Linked DNA regions of Sander lucioperca: region 1 is linked to region 2. The links are chromatin contacts, called in public Hi-C maps. All regions are on one chromosome and are shown on one strand. The core of a region is the stretch at or near the end of the contact, and the rest is flanking DNA. Distances in the headings are between cores, read along the strand shown.

What was found. Hi-C and Micro-C count contacts between places; a contact is called where the count stands out from the background.
Region 1: a Hi-C map of muscle shows a contact between it and region 2, with 3 times the contacts expected there. The contact joins the promoter of tmem53 here to the promoter of rnf220a in region 2. A contact is called at or near these places in 2 of 2 Hi-C or Micro-C datasets (liver and muscle).

What each region holds. Positions count from the first base shown.
Region 1 is chr9:41,973,163-41,980,223 of SLUC_FBN_1.2, reverse strand. It overlaps tmem53 (transmembrane protein 53), which reads left to right and starts at 1,571. Exons shown (of 4, transcript XM_031311184.2): 1 at 1,571-1,669; 2 at 1,746-1,857; 3 at 2,053-2,156; 4 at 2,295-3,653. The coding sequence starts at 1,803. The coding sequence ends at 2,996. si:ch73-382f3.1 (52 kDa repressor of the inhibitor of the protein kinase) reads right to left here and starts at 751. Exons shown (of 5, transcript XM_031311176.2): 1 at 741-751. It overlaps toe1 (target of EGR1 protein 1), which reads left to right. Exons shown (of 8, transcript XM_031311174.2): 8 at 1-527. The coding sequence ends at 87.
Region 2 is chr9:41,806,925-41,813,560 of SLUC_FBN_1.2, reverse strand. rnf220a (E3 ubiquitin-protein ligase RNF220a) reads left to right here and starts at 1,791. Exons shown (of 18, transcript XM_031311159.2): 1 at 1,791-2,179.

The sequences.
Region 1 (7,061 bases), core at 322-2,821, 170 kb before region 2:
CCTCTCAATGTGGTTAAAAGCACCTTCTCCAAATCATCCAAGGCCCATGTGCAGAAGATGGAGATAGTATGGGGACGGAGAGTGTAGTGTGCACACTTGCACACAGCATTATAGCGTATACTGTACATGTGCAGGTTCACAATTAGATTATTTTAGCCATGCTAGCAGCTAGTTTCTGGATTTCTGTTGATTTTTAAGAATAGGGGGATAAAATGTCACATTTTTCATCCATTTTGGTCCGTTTCTTATGCTCCCATATTATTTGTATTTCTTTAGCAGACTTAACTAAACATACTGTATGTTAATACTATTGAAAAAAAGATAAAAAATGGAATTTGTGATTGTAAAACCAGCAATATATACAATGGAGAGGCACCTGTTTTAATTTAGTCAGCTAGTATCTCAATGGTTTCTATGGAAACCGCCAAAGTGAGATGATGATTGATATGCATTTATACCACATTTCAGATTTTGTATCATTAACGGTTTCTGAAGTTACCTGTGGAAAATAAACTAATGCTCTTTAACAATGTTTCTTTTATCTTTATTCTGTCGTCCAGGTTTACAGTACCATTCAAACGTTTGGACACACTTTCACCTTTGACTGGTACTATATCTGGAGGGATGATATAGAGTAAACTGGTCTGAAATAAAATCCCTTTATGTAGCCAGTACAATAAAAAAAATATAACTCCGTACACACAGTGTGAATGAACGGTCCAAGGTACAGTACTACTAACTGCAAATAATTCTGTAGAATTGCTGTGTGTTCAGGCTGAATAGGTTACAGTAAAAAAGTATATAGTTAATAAATCAGGAGTAAAACACCAACAGTACCACAATCACAAATTGTATTTATTTGAGTTCAAAAGAAATCCTATTAGAGGTTTAACTTCATTGTTGTATGGTACACTGATCTCAGACTCCAGATTACAAGCGTGGAGAAAGGATTTAAAGGATATTTCATTTGAGTGACTGGATAGAGGTATACAAGAAAGCTCAAATCCAAATGGTGAATAGTTGATTAAAACTATAGCAATACAAGGGGTTCCTGTGCATTGTGTAACCCCAGTTACTTTGCTCAAATACAATGAAATATTCCTGACGTGAAATGCAATAAGATAGTTACTCCACTCTATGTAGGAATGTGAACACATTGACATTTGGAAAGATATGAATTGTATGATAGAAAAAAAACAAATTATCACCAGCCATGTCATTCGATTGAAAAGAAAGGAATATACATTTAGACGTGCATCTTACAGCAATGATGTCTTATTGCTTTACAACGGAAGAAAATAAACCATAAACTATGTGTAGTTGGTTGAAATAAATGGCGAGAAATATGTCATTGGAGAAGATAACATATTGTGTGGGATAGGTTTTAGTAATTTTGGAGTCCTTTCATATGTTTTCTTAAACATGTTTGAGTTGGTGATGTGCTAGTTTCGCATTGCCAGATTATTTTATTTTTTGCATATATAATTTTATATATAGTTTTGTGGAGTATTATGCAGAAGTTCACCAATTTGTCCGACATAACACTATTATACAGAGGGGGGCGGTACTGCAGCATTAGCTGGATGCTATCCGCTGTTCAACCACATAAGAAGAAGAAGCGGGACCGTAATAGTGCAGTGACCTGACAGCCCATCGACCTGTCTGCAGTGTGTAACGTATTTGTTACAATCTGGCATTGCTAATTTAAGCGCTCTGTAGCTTCTCTATAACCCTTTTTTCAACAGCCAAATGAACCGAACGTTAACGTTGGAGAACAACAGTTGATACTCTCGCATACAGAAATGGCAGACGATGAAATAGACTACAATATCGTGTTTCCAGATGCGGGGACATCGGGTGAGAATCATTTCATTGTACTGCATGTCAATACCTCAGTTAGCGTAGCGTACATGCTAACATTTATCTTACAAAGAAGCCGTAAAAAATGTAATTCTGCCGGCTGTGTAAGCTTAGCTCGCTAGCTTCGTTTTAGCTTAGCTTGCTGTGACAGCTTTTGGTAGCGTGCTTTTTTATCGTCTGTCTTTTTTTCAGAGAGACACTGGCAGGGGACAAAGGAGCCAGTTGTGATTCTGTTGGGCTGGGCTGGTTGCAAAGACAAACACCTCTCCAAATACAGCTCCATCTACAATGAACAGGTGAAAACTAAATACGATCATCTCACAAGGCATTCTGCTAATTTATACGATCAATTTAGCAGCACGATGGCATTTTAGAAGCATTAACATCACAAACTCATTTTATTTCTTTCTTTATTCTTCTTTCCTCACTTTTAGGGATGTGTCACCATCCGCTACACAGCTCCCTTGAAGACAGTCTTTATCTCAGAGTCGTTTGGCTACAAGGAGCTGAGCAGTACGGCCCTCAAGTTGCTGGAGATCCTCTATGACTATGAGGTGGAGAACAGTCCTATTTTCTTTCACATATTCAGTAACGGTGGCTTCATGCTGTACCGTTACATTGCAGATTTGTTGCACAATGATAAACAGTTCAGTTCCTTGTGTGTGATTGGGGCCTTAGTGGACAGTGCCCCAGGTAGTGGGAATGTCCGCGGGGCCCTGCGTGCACTGACGGCCACCCTGGGGCCCAAAATAACTCCTGTTTTAAGGTACGTCCTCTTAGCGCTTTTCGCAGTGACTGTTTTCCTGTTGCGAGTCGTGCTGTACCCCTTGACCAAGTACATCCACAAGAACCACTATGACGCCGTGCAGGAGCGTCCGCCCGCCTGGCCTCATTTCTACCTGTACTCCCGAGCTGACCAGGTGATCAGACACACAGACATCAAGGTCTTTGTGGAGACCCTGAAGCAGAAAGGCGTCCCGGTGGACAGCTTTGATTTTGTTTCCAGTCCCCACGTTGGTCATTTCCGGGACTTTCCTGAGCAGTATGCTCTGAAGTGCCGCAGTTTCCTGGTTGCTTGCATGAAGGACTTGGAAGGAAACGAGACAAAGAAGAGACAGAGGGTTCCGAATCAGTGAAACTCGGAGAGAAGCTCACACGATTTTGCCAACCCTCTGTTAAGCTGTCTTGCGAAGAAAATCCGACAAACTTTGGTTTTTCTCAGTGGTCTGAAAAATCGGTTAGAAAACGAGGCTGACATTTTTTTTGCAAGACTGCTGGAATTTGAGCAGAACTAGTACAAGATCTCAATGTTTTTCTGTCCCAGTGCACATAATGGCAAGGTTCCACAGATGTGGTCTAGGTGTACTAATCTATGTCTAGAAAACCAGCCATATGAAACACTGTAATTCATATACTTCAAAGTGTGTGGCCTAACCCTGCCAACTCCAATGTTTTGCAACAGTCATATACCATATGTAAAAAATAACTATACAAACAATTGCTATACACTGGAAAATAAATTCTTTAGGATAATTTAAATATTTAATATTGCTGTGAAATGTGATGCATTGTACATTAGTAGTAGTGATTCTAAATCTGAGACTGTATTGGATAATTTATATCTTCTATATATTACATTTACAATGTATTTATAGTTTTAATCTTACAATTTGTCATTAATATTAGATCACAAGGGCACTTACAATAAAGGCGACTGTCAAAAATGAATACTTTTCAAAAAGGAATAATAAAAAAAACAAAAAAACAACTCAATTGTTGCCTTAATAAGCAAATGCCTTTTTTTTGGGTCCATAAATTGTAGAACACCCAGCCCTAATATGTGATACACAGTTGATTTAGTTCAAGGAAAAAGTGATTGACAATGAATGTATATGTCCAGAACAAATATTGTTCTTTTTTTAACTGATGTGCCTTCAATAAAGTAGAATGCTCATAGAAAAGTGTGTCAACCTATTATTTTTGAATGATTCTAAATGCTTTGGATTTGCCACATACATTATTTCAAACCGTTTCAATGGCTTCCTTGGAAAACCAAAGTATTGAGTGTCACTACACTACACTACACTACACTGCAGTAGGAAAGGTGTTAAACACCCCTGGCAACACTGTAGTGAGTTAAACTTTTCAGTAGTAATGTAGCGCTGTGGAGATAGGTTTGGCAATGTGGGACTAGTAGTATGTGATGACTTTTGCTTCATTAAAGATACAGTAGGTAAGACGTATAAAACTAACTTTCTGTCATATTTGCTGAAACTGACCCTATGTTCCAGTAGAACTACATGAAGCAGGTACTTTAAAAAAAAAATCTGGCTCCTCTGGCACCACCTACAGCCTGTAGTGCGGTTTGCAAAAATCCACCGCTCCCTGTTCAGATGCACCAATCAGGGCCAGGGGGGGTGTCTAACTGCGTGTCAATCACTGCTCATGCACACGCATTATTTCTCCCTTGTGGGGGAAGGGCTTAGGAGACCACTTTAGGCTTTAGCAGAAAGGGGGGAGGGACTGAGAAGTTGTCGATTTTCAAATTTGTTGTGCTAAGTCCTGGATCTTCACAATCCTACCTATAGCACCTTTAAGTAAATAGGTGTGCTTGTCTTCAGGTTTATGGAAATACAGTGGCTGAAGAGTGGTTCCAAAATCAGATGAAAATTAATTTTGAAAGCATCTCAGCCTCTTGATTAACAGGCCAGTGAGTAAGTTGACTTATTGGGAATCTCCGAAATGAAAGATGGCTTCCATGCAGTGAAATAAAGTTCAAATTGCAGTAATATTCTCACTCAGAAATGCTTGGTGCAGCAACCTTATTACAAAATGATGCAATTAATAAGCTGATACTGGTCTGTCATTTGTGATAGTAAAATCCTTTTGTAAAGTCGTTTTGCAATATCAATACCTTCGTCGTTATGCTGCTTTTCTCCCTTGCAGCAGGCGTGCAAAAAGCTTGTTCCAGCATGAAGTTTGTCATACATGAAATGCTGTGATACTGGTCTACAAATGTAAGTTATTTTAGTTTAAAATGTAAAGTGAAAGTTAGTGAGTCCTGCTTTTATTGTTCATTTACACAATGGACAGGCTGTAGTCAAAACCCAGGCCTGAAGAAAGCATTTCTAACATTTTAATAAGGAACGTTTATGGCAACTCTTTTCTTTTATTGGTTACGAGGGTTGTTTTCCTTCAACTTGAGTTGAACTCTTGATTGTGTTCCTTTGCTGGAGGGCTCACTGGAAAGAAGACATCAAGGCAAGATGTTTGTGTGATGTCATACCCAGAGGCAGATAAAAATCCAGCCATTTCCCCTCCACTCTCATCATGAGACATCAGGGACTGTTTGAAGAGCGTGGCTCTGAATGGGTCCAGCACGCATAGCTATCGAATGTCTACGACATGTCAGATTTGACATTTGGAAGAGCGAGTGGTTGGCATTTGTCTCTGCACCAGGCCTTGCGCTGGCACTTCATGTATCATGTAGAGCTGCTTGGAGGAAAGGGAGAAAGAGGAAAGTTTACATATCGGCACAGACGGATGAACATCGCTTACTGGAGTGCATATGAGACAGGCTGCTCGGCTCTTGCCGGTGGTCTCCTGCATTGTTTCAATGACATAAGAAGTGCTCAGTCGTGGCCCTGTTTATTCTACACAAATACTGTTATCTTTGGAAACACATGTCACAGACTGTATCTGCAGGATTGGAAATGTAATGTTTTGCGTATGAGAAAAATGGAATCCCATTTAGGGACATTCTGATCTTTTACTTGAGCGAAAGTAAAGCAAAATACTACAATGTAAAAATAATCCATTACAATTAAATGTTGAAAATTCCACATAAGCAAAAGTACAGATGAATACGCAGCAAAGTAATTATTCAAAATCATGCCTTTATTATAAACATATTATATGTTTTATATCATTGGATTATTATGTAAACTTCATTTAAGTGTAATAGTTGGCCAAAGTGGAGCAAATTTTCAAATTAAAATTTTATTTATTGGTGGCCGGTTTGGCTCAGTGGTAGAGCAGGCGCACATAGACTTGGAGGTTTATGCCTCGATGCAGAGGTCCAGGGTTCAAATCCGACCTGTGACGATTTCCTGCATGTCTTCCCCCTCTCTCTCACCTAGCTGTCCTGTCATAATAAAGGCGGAAAAGCCCAAAATATGATCTTAAAAAAAATATATTATTGGCATGACCATATTAGGTAAAGTATTGCCAAATTCGGTTGTACAAGATTTGCACATCAGAATGTAAGAAAAAAAGACAAAAAAATGTTTGCACATACTACTCTATAGTCTACACAACATACACTATACTACACGATACAACTACATAGTATACTGTAATGATCATTACAAACAAATAGGTTTCATACATAAAGGCGGAATCTGCAAAGTATAGTTAGTAAGTTAAGTAGTAAGAAAGTTGCATCAGTCATAGAGTGAAAAGTGCAGTATTTCCCTCTCAATTTAGTGGAGTTTGTATAAATTAGCATTAAATGGCAGTATTTAAGTAAAGTACAAGTATCTCAAAATTGTGGAGTATTGGAGTAAATGTACTTACTTTTTACCACGTGTCTACTATAGGTTACTGCATTATATCATAGTCTAGCTATCTTTATTCACATGACAAGACGTTGCCTCTATTGCCAAAGCAGATAATATAAAAAAAAAAGGGAATTGACAATGACTGGCACAACATAAACTACACCATAAACACCAAGTTAAACATGAAGTGATAAAAGCACTCTAAGCTATCCCTATAGAACTTTCGGTAACACTTTACTTGAAGGTATCTACATAAGAGTGACATGACACTGTCATGAACACATGACACAGTCATGACACATGAACCCTAACCCTAACTCTAACCCTAACCCTAACTTGTCATGACAAAAACCGAATGACACTTACTAAAAGAAGTGTTATGTCATAAACGTTTATGACTTGTTTATAATGTTTATGACACATTCATGACAGTGTCATGTCACTCTTATGTAGATACCTTCAAGTAAAGTGTAACTGAACTTTCTAATGGTAGACACTTCGATTTGTTGTGGTAGGAAAAGCACGGGTGAAACTAATAGTGTAACTTGCACACCTGAATGGAATGCAGCTACAATTTTGATGTATGGACCTTTTTCACAGCAGACATTTTGACTTGTCATAGTAGGAAAAGCACAGCTGAAA
Region 2 (6,636 bases), core at 542-3,041:
GGAATACAAGGTAATTTGTTTATCATAATCCATATTTGCTTCATTGTAAGAACTTATTTTACATCACAGTTTCCCCTTTCACTGCCCTGTTAGATTCAAACCATGCAAATGTATTTGTGCCACTTAGAGCACTAGTCAGTTGCTTACAGTTATTGACCCAAAGTGAGTTACCACAGAAATAAAAAGTTAAGTGTGAAGCTGAGTATTGGTCAGTTCCATATGTGACCAGCAGGGGGGTGTAGTGGAGAAGAAGACAGCTGGACAGGAGGCTTCTCTTCTCCCAGTCTCTCTCACTCTCCCTCAGTCTGACACACACATGCATACACACTTTATGCTCAAATTACATATTACAATTTCCCCTAAAAAATCTGAAATATTGCAGGTGTAATATTCCACGGCTAATAGTTGGGAGTAAAACTTATGTTTGTACCATAAATGACCTTTGCCTAGTTGTTTTCCCCATGATTAAGTCTGACAGTTTGTTACACTGGTGGTCAGATGATTTAAGACGAAAGAGTAGGTGCATACAAGGAGTTGTCAGGAAAGAGTATGTACAGTCAGGAATAATGTGTACATTTCCAGTCATTTGAATAGAGAGCAAGAATACCAAAACAAAAATTGATAACTTGATTAAAAACAATCACAGATGCCAGGGGTCATTTCAATAAAAATGATCCAAGACCGGTTGCAAAAAAAAAGGTTTAGATGAAGTTTGGGGAATTATAAAATAGCTCACGAGTATTTGGCTCGACTTTTCCCATCAAATGTAGCCTATACATGCTTCTTCGTTTGTAAATGTCTTGAAAGTTTAGGCTGATCCGTGCTTTGCCACACAGCTGCCGGTTTAGTGAACTTCCCTTGGGCTCACTAACTTCAGTCTCTAGTGCGCACTTTATAAGAGTGTCTGGTCCACCTCTTTTTGTTAAGAGGTGGACTTCATTGGCTTTATGGCAAGCAGTCTCTCCAACGAGAGAGGAGAGAGAGAGAGAGAGAGAGAGAGAGAGAGAGAGAGAGAGGGAGAAGGGGGATAATTCATTCACTTTGCGCACAAAGCGCAGTGGAAATCACCCAGGGGAACGAAACACCAGACAGAGGGGAGAGGCAGAAGGGTGGGGGTGTTGAGAAACAGTGTCCACGCATGCACACGGCCACTAGAAATCCCAAAACTAAATCCATACTCCGATTCTTTAATTTCCTCGTAATCACTCTTAATGTTGTGGAACTAGAAGAAGAAGAAAGAAATACATATTTTGGTAAAGTTGACTTTATCATGGCACACATATAGTCACTACAGATTGTATCTTGCAAAGGACTGGCACAAATGTAAGATATGAACACTGTCCGGTTCCCTGATCTCTCGCAGGAGAGGAAACTGAGATCCAGATTCTCTGAAGACGAGAAAGAAAAAAACCGCTGTTTTGGAGCAGTGTGTGGTCAATTTGATGGTCGGAGAGGAAACAGAACTCACGTTGAAATGATTAAGAAGTAATGATCATTACATTAAAGTGTATTGTTTTTATCCAAGAAAAAAAGCAGAGACGTGTTTTGTCTGTGTGTCTGCCAGTCAGTCATTGAACGAGCCGAGCGCTGCGCGGCAGCACTGCACCTCGGAGCGCTCTGGACCCTGGACACCCCCTCCCTCCCTCCCTCCCCATCCACCCCCACACTCCCAGCTCAGCCTCGCGCAGCCCAGCTCCAGCCTCACACACGTCGCTGTTGAGCACTGTGAGACCCCCACCCCCCTCCCCTTACACCACCACTGCCTGCCACAGTCTCTGCGATCCTGCGCTCCCTCACCGCCTTCACTCCTCTTTCCTCTCACTGATCGTCCCTCTCGGTGTTTCAGCGGAGGGGCTGCACGCGCAATTGCGCTATTGATACCCACTTTACACTGTGTTTAAGGAAAGTCAGCCTCTCTCTCTCTCCCCCTCGCTCTCTCTGCCCTGCTCTCTGGCTGCGCTTTGGTAACCTAACAGGGAGGTGTTAACTACTTTTGCTTCCACAAAGCGCCTCCCGTTATCTCCGGTGCTGCTGCGCAAGAGCCTGAAGGGCTTCTGCTACTGATATTGCCGCTCCGCAGAAAAGTTTTCGGTTTGTTGTGAGGATAAAAAAAAAGAAAGAAGAAGAAGCCGGAAACCGAGGAGTCGTCTGCAGAAAAAGAGGATTCTACCACGGCGAGGTGAGTAACACTGACTGTCTTTTTTGTTGTTGTTGTTGATCGGTTTGAAGCTCATACAGTTTGTGTTTCCACGCCTTTTTCGAGTTCCGCCGCTTCTTTGTGTTTTGGAAGCAGATATTGAGTCGTTTCAATAAACTTTCTCGAGGATTGTGCGCTTTGGTCGCTGTGCGCGGTGGCGTTTCCACGCGTAAAATAGAAAAATAAATAGAAAAGTCACGGCACGGTCTGTCTCCGTTTGGACACGGACTTCCACGCGTGTGCGCGCGAGTGCGTCTACGTTTATATCTGTTAATGTCTCCCTAGGTGTGTGTGTGCACGCGTGTGCGTACATATCCGAGGTTCCCAAACAAGAAAGTGGTTTCTAGAAAAAAAGAACTTGAATAGTTCAGTATAATGCGTGTGTCAGTGCCATTACGCATACATCACCTTCACCATACATTAGCACATTACAAGTAGTGCACGGCTACACACTGCAACCAATATTCAAACTCTGTACAGCTCTACTTGTGTCATTGCGTTTGATGAAGGTGGGTTATGTCCTTTCAGAATTAATGATTTAGATAATTGAATTATACTCAAACCTCCCAATACAAGAGTTAAAAATATATAACTTTATTTTTGCTGCAGAGCTCCCGAGATCTTTCCCTATCACCAGCTAGATCATCAATAATGAACGTTAGTGAGCAGGCCTGCACTGATTATATTTATTTCAAAGTTGAGTTTTAGTTCTGAAGTCAGCAGTGGTTAGTCGACTGTATCTCATGATGATGAGTACATGTGGCTACAACTGCCGTACTGTAATAATCATTCATCTTCATAATCGAAATTGCGTTTTAATCTCGGGTTTTGAACGTCTATTTTTATTCAACCAAATGTGATCGTAGCAATTAAAACCAAATTACCAAAACATTGTGAAAAAGAACAAAACTAGAGAAAAGGGAAAATCCTACCCTATAAGCGTGTGTGAATGCCAGTCCTCAAATGCGCAACAAATTATTCTCAATTTCTCTCAAAGAGAAACAGACGGCTTGAATTAAAAAAGAAAGGCGACTCGCTGCAGCATGGTCGTGCACGTGCACACACACACACACACACACACACACACACACACACACACACACACACACACAGGCCTACACACAGTTGGGAAACACCTGTTAACTAGGGAGCCACTATAATTTACATCCTCCCCCTAAATAAGCTGCGCCCAGCCGGAGGAAGTCCCGGGGGCCTCCCAGCTTCATGGCCGAGCACAGTGAGCGAAAATCGGCTTCCCCAAAGCACCAGGTCCCGTTGCTGCTGCGTCGGTAGTACCGGATACAACATTTACTTTTCATTTACATTTTCGACGTTCTACCGTGTCCCATAGGAAGAAAGGATTATACTTTAAACAGAACTTAAGGTTTTTTATTTTAATTTTTTTTAATCATTTTTGGCAAAAACTTCCACACCTTTGTTTTCTCTGTATTTTTGTGTTGTCCCTCGTCAGATTATTTATACTGTAGACATGATGAGTGCAATTTAATTCGTTTTTATTTCTTTTTTATTCAAAAAGTTAAAGTTTGTATTCGAGTGACGGGCGCAGACAATGAAAACCGTGGATGAGATTGACTTCATTTTGTTAGTTGGACTCACCACTTCTAATCTTTTATAGTCGAAGAAATATTTTACTCAATTTTGTTCCCTCCTTTATTTCTCTGCTTGTGCGCCCGCCTGGTCTTAATCACATCCATGCCGTTTAAAAAAAAAAAAAAAAAAGGAACGACCTCACTGAAGCAAACAAGTGAGCAGTCACGTATACGCGCCCGGATCAACGCGCACTGCAGCACAAAAGCCGCAACCACTCAGAACAGGGAATAATAAAATTACTAGTGTGGGAAAAATGCAGCAGACCTATTAGTAGTAATTTCCAAGTTGAAAAGTCCTCTTACTGCCAGCAATAAATAGCGCGTAAAAACACACTTTTGGAGCGAAGGTGCGCCCGGTGCGGGTCATTGAACTCACCGCACTGTGAAGATTGAATTATTGTTCCTAAAAAATCACAAATTCCGAATCCAGATCCAGTGAACCCAGCGTGATGAATCCCTTCCAAATTGATTGTATTGATTGTCCGATCAACCAGCCCTGACTTCTAACGACCCGGCCGAGCCTTTTCATTTCCCAAACCACACACATTAGCGAGCAATAATTCTCTTTTAAAAGTGGAACATTGGGCAGGAGGAGAGATGTTACAGAAACAAATATTTTCAACATGTTAAATCGCATCATATAAAGTGAATAGAATAGCCTACATGATGGTTTGTTTCCGGTGCGGTGGGCAGTTTTAGTTTAGCAAATTTCTTATTGACACAATTTGCTGATAAAGAAAAGTGAGCATTTGTAATTATCGACAGGCTATAATGAGACAGGTCATTTCTCCGTTAAAGGCCATTCCTCTTCCTATATATTATAGATATAGCCTACCTCTACATGCATTCACCGGATCAGTCATTTTGATGATTGATGTAATGCAGAGTAGACCTTTATATATTTCTCCAGTTCATGTTTACGCATGAACTGCAGTTTTATAAAACCTCCAAATCTCAGTTTAATTCTTATGTTTTAAATGACATATTAATGAGACATTCAGAGCGATTTGGCAGATTGGTTTCTGTTCCATTGCTTTGTATTAAGGGTAAAAGGTAGGCTATTTAAACAATCAGTGCATCAGAAGATGTTTCTGTAAACGATCATTTAAATAGGCCGGTGTTTATTATTAATTAAGAGAAATTAAAGCTGCATTTTTTTTTCACACGCACATGATTGTATCTTTAGCCTATTTAAACGTCTTCTGTGATCTGGCTGTCATCTAGAGTGACGTTTACAGTGCCTGCATCATTTTTTAAAAATTATTTTCCGCTTCAGTTTTGAGATCAGTGATTTACAGGCCTGCCGCTTATTTCACCTTCACATTAAAACGCGCTACGAAAGCCTGATATTTTTATTGATATGTTTCTAATGGAAGTTGGATTTTGATTGTAACTTTTGGGTGTTTTTGAAATTGTAAGTTTTCATGCGCGTTCCAGTCTGTTTGCTAGGCCTATTAACTCAGAGACTTTGTCTCGGAGCCTTGGGATTACACCGATATAAATCACATGTAAGGATGCATTATGTTCAGGCCAAAATATGAATTTAATTATTTTTGAATGAAACAACACAAAACGGGCCTTTTATGAGGAATTCTGCATATATTGCTTTCTCAACCAAATTCAACGTGATAGCCTCGATATTTAATTGAAAGTCTCAGCACATCTGTGTTTTTCTTACTTATTCATTTAGGCCTCATCTCCTCCTCTGTGTCTCCCTCCGCCCTTCCCAAAGGAATAGTCCGTATAGGCGCAAAGAAGAGAACAAAAAGTGTCGAGGTTGGAGGAAAAGTAGCAAAAGATGATTTATTTGTCAGCGTTTTCGATGCCCCACACACACACACACACACACACACACACACACACACACACACACTCTCTCTCTCTCTCTCTCTCTCACAGCAGTCAGCTGTTATTGCTCGCCATTGATCTCTCGTGCTCCCCTCCTTTGCGCAGCGAGAAGTGAACTAAAATTAATGTCCATTTCACACCTCTCTGCTGGCTCGATGGCCGCAGGGAGAGAAGTTTATTTTAATTTGGCTCAGAAGAAGCGCCACGTCCGAGACAAAAAAAAAAAAAAAAGAAGAAAGAAAGAAATCTTCCCACCTGCTTAATTATAATGAAACCAGTTAACTCTCACTTTTATCGCGAATTAGGTAATCATTAAACAAATGGGGAGCAGCTTCAAAATCATATTCATCAGATGAGGAAGGTTTTTTTTCTTTTAGAGAATTAAAAGAAATATTTTTTTTTTTATGTGAGATTGGATTTTTGCTGCTCACCAAGTTTATTCATCGCCACCTCTCTCAGACAGAAAGAAAGAAAGAAAGAAAGAAAGAAGCGGATGTAAAGTCTCACCTCCTCCCACCTGTTCTGCCTCTCCTGTAGCTATTTATTTTTCTCTCTCCGTCTGAACATATATATTCTCATCCACTTCTCATATTTGGGAATATTAATGCGTCACGACGCGCGCATCAACCCCCCACCCCCCCGCCCCACCCCCACCCCTCCTCCCTTTCTCTCTCCCATAACATGACACTGATAGTAAATTAACCGTGGATCGCTCAGTCGCGACTAGTTTGATGACCCCCCTCGGTCTATTAAGTCCTATCAATATGCACTAATTCCTCGTTCTTTATTAAACGCAGAACTCCTCCACTTCTTCGCCCCATACCTCCTCCCCCCCCCCACCCCCTTTTTTTCTCCGTCTCCTCTCCCCCTCCCCTGTGTGTGTTTTTATTATTTTGTTGTGCTAATAAACCCTACATAGGAGAGCTAATTTGACATGCAGACGGTAATTGAAATGAACGCGTCGCCGGTAAATAACAAGTG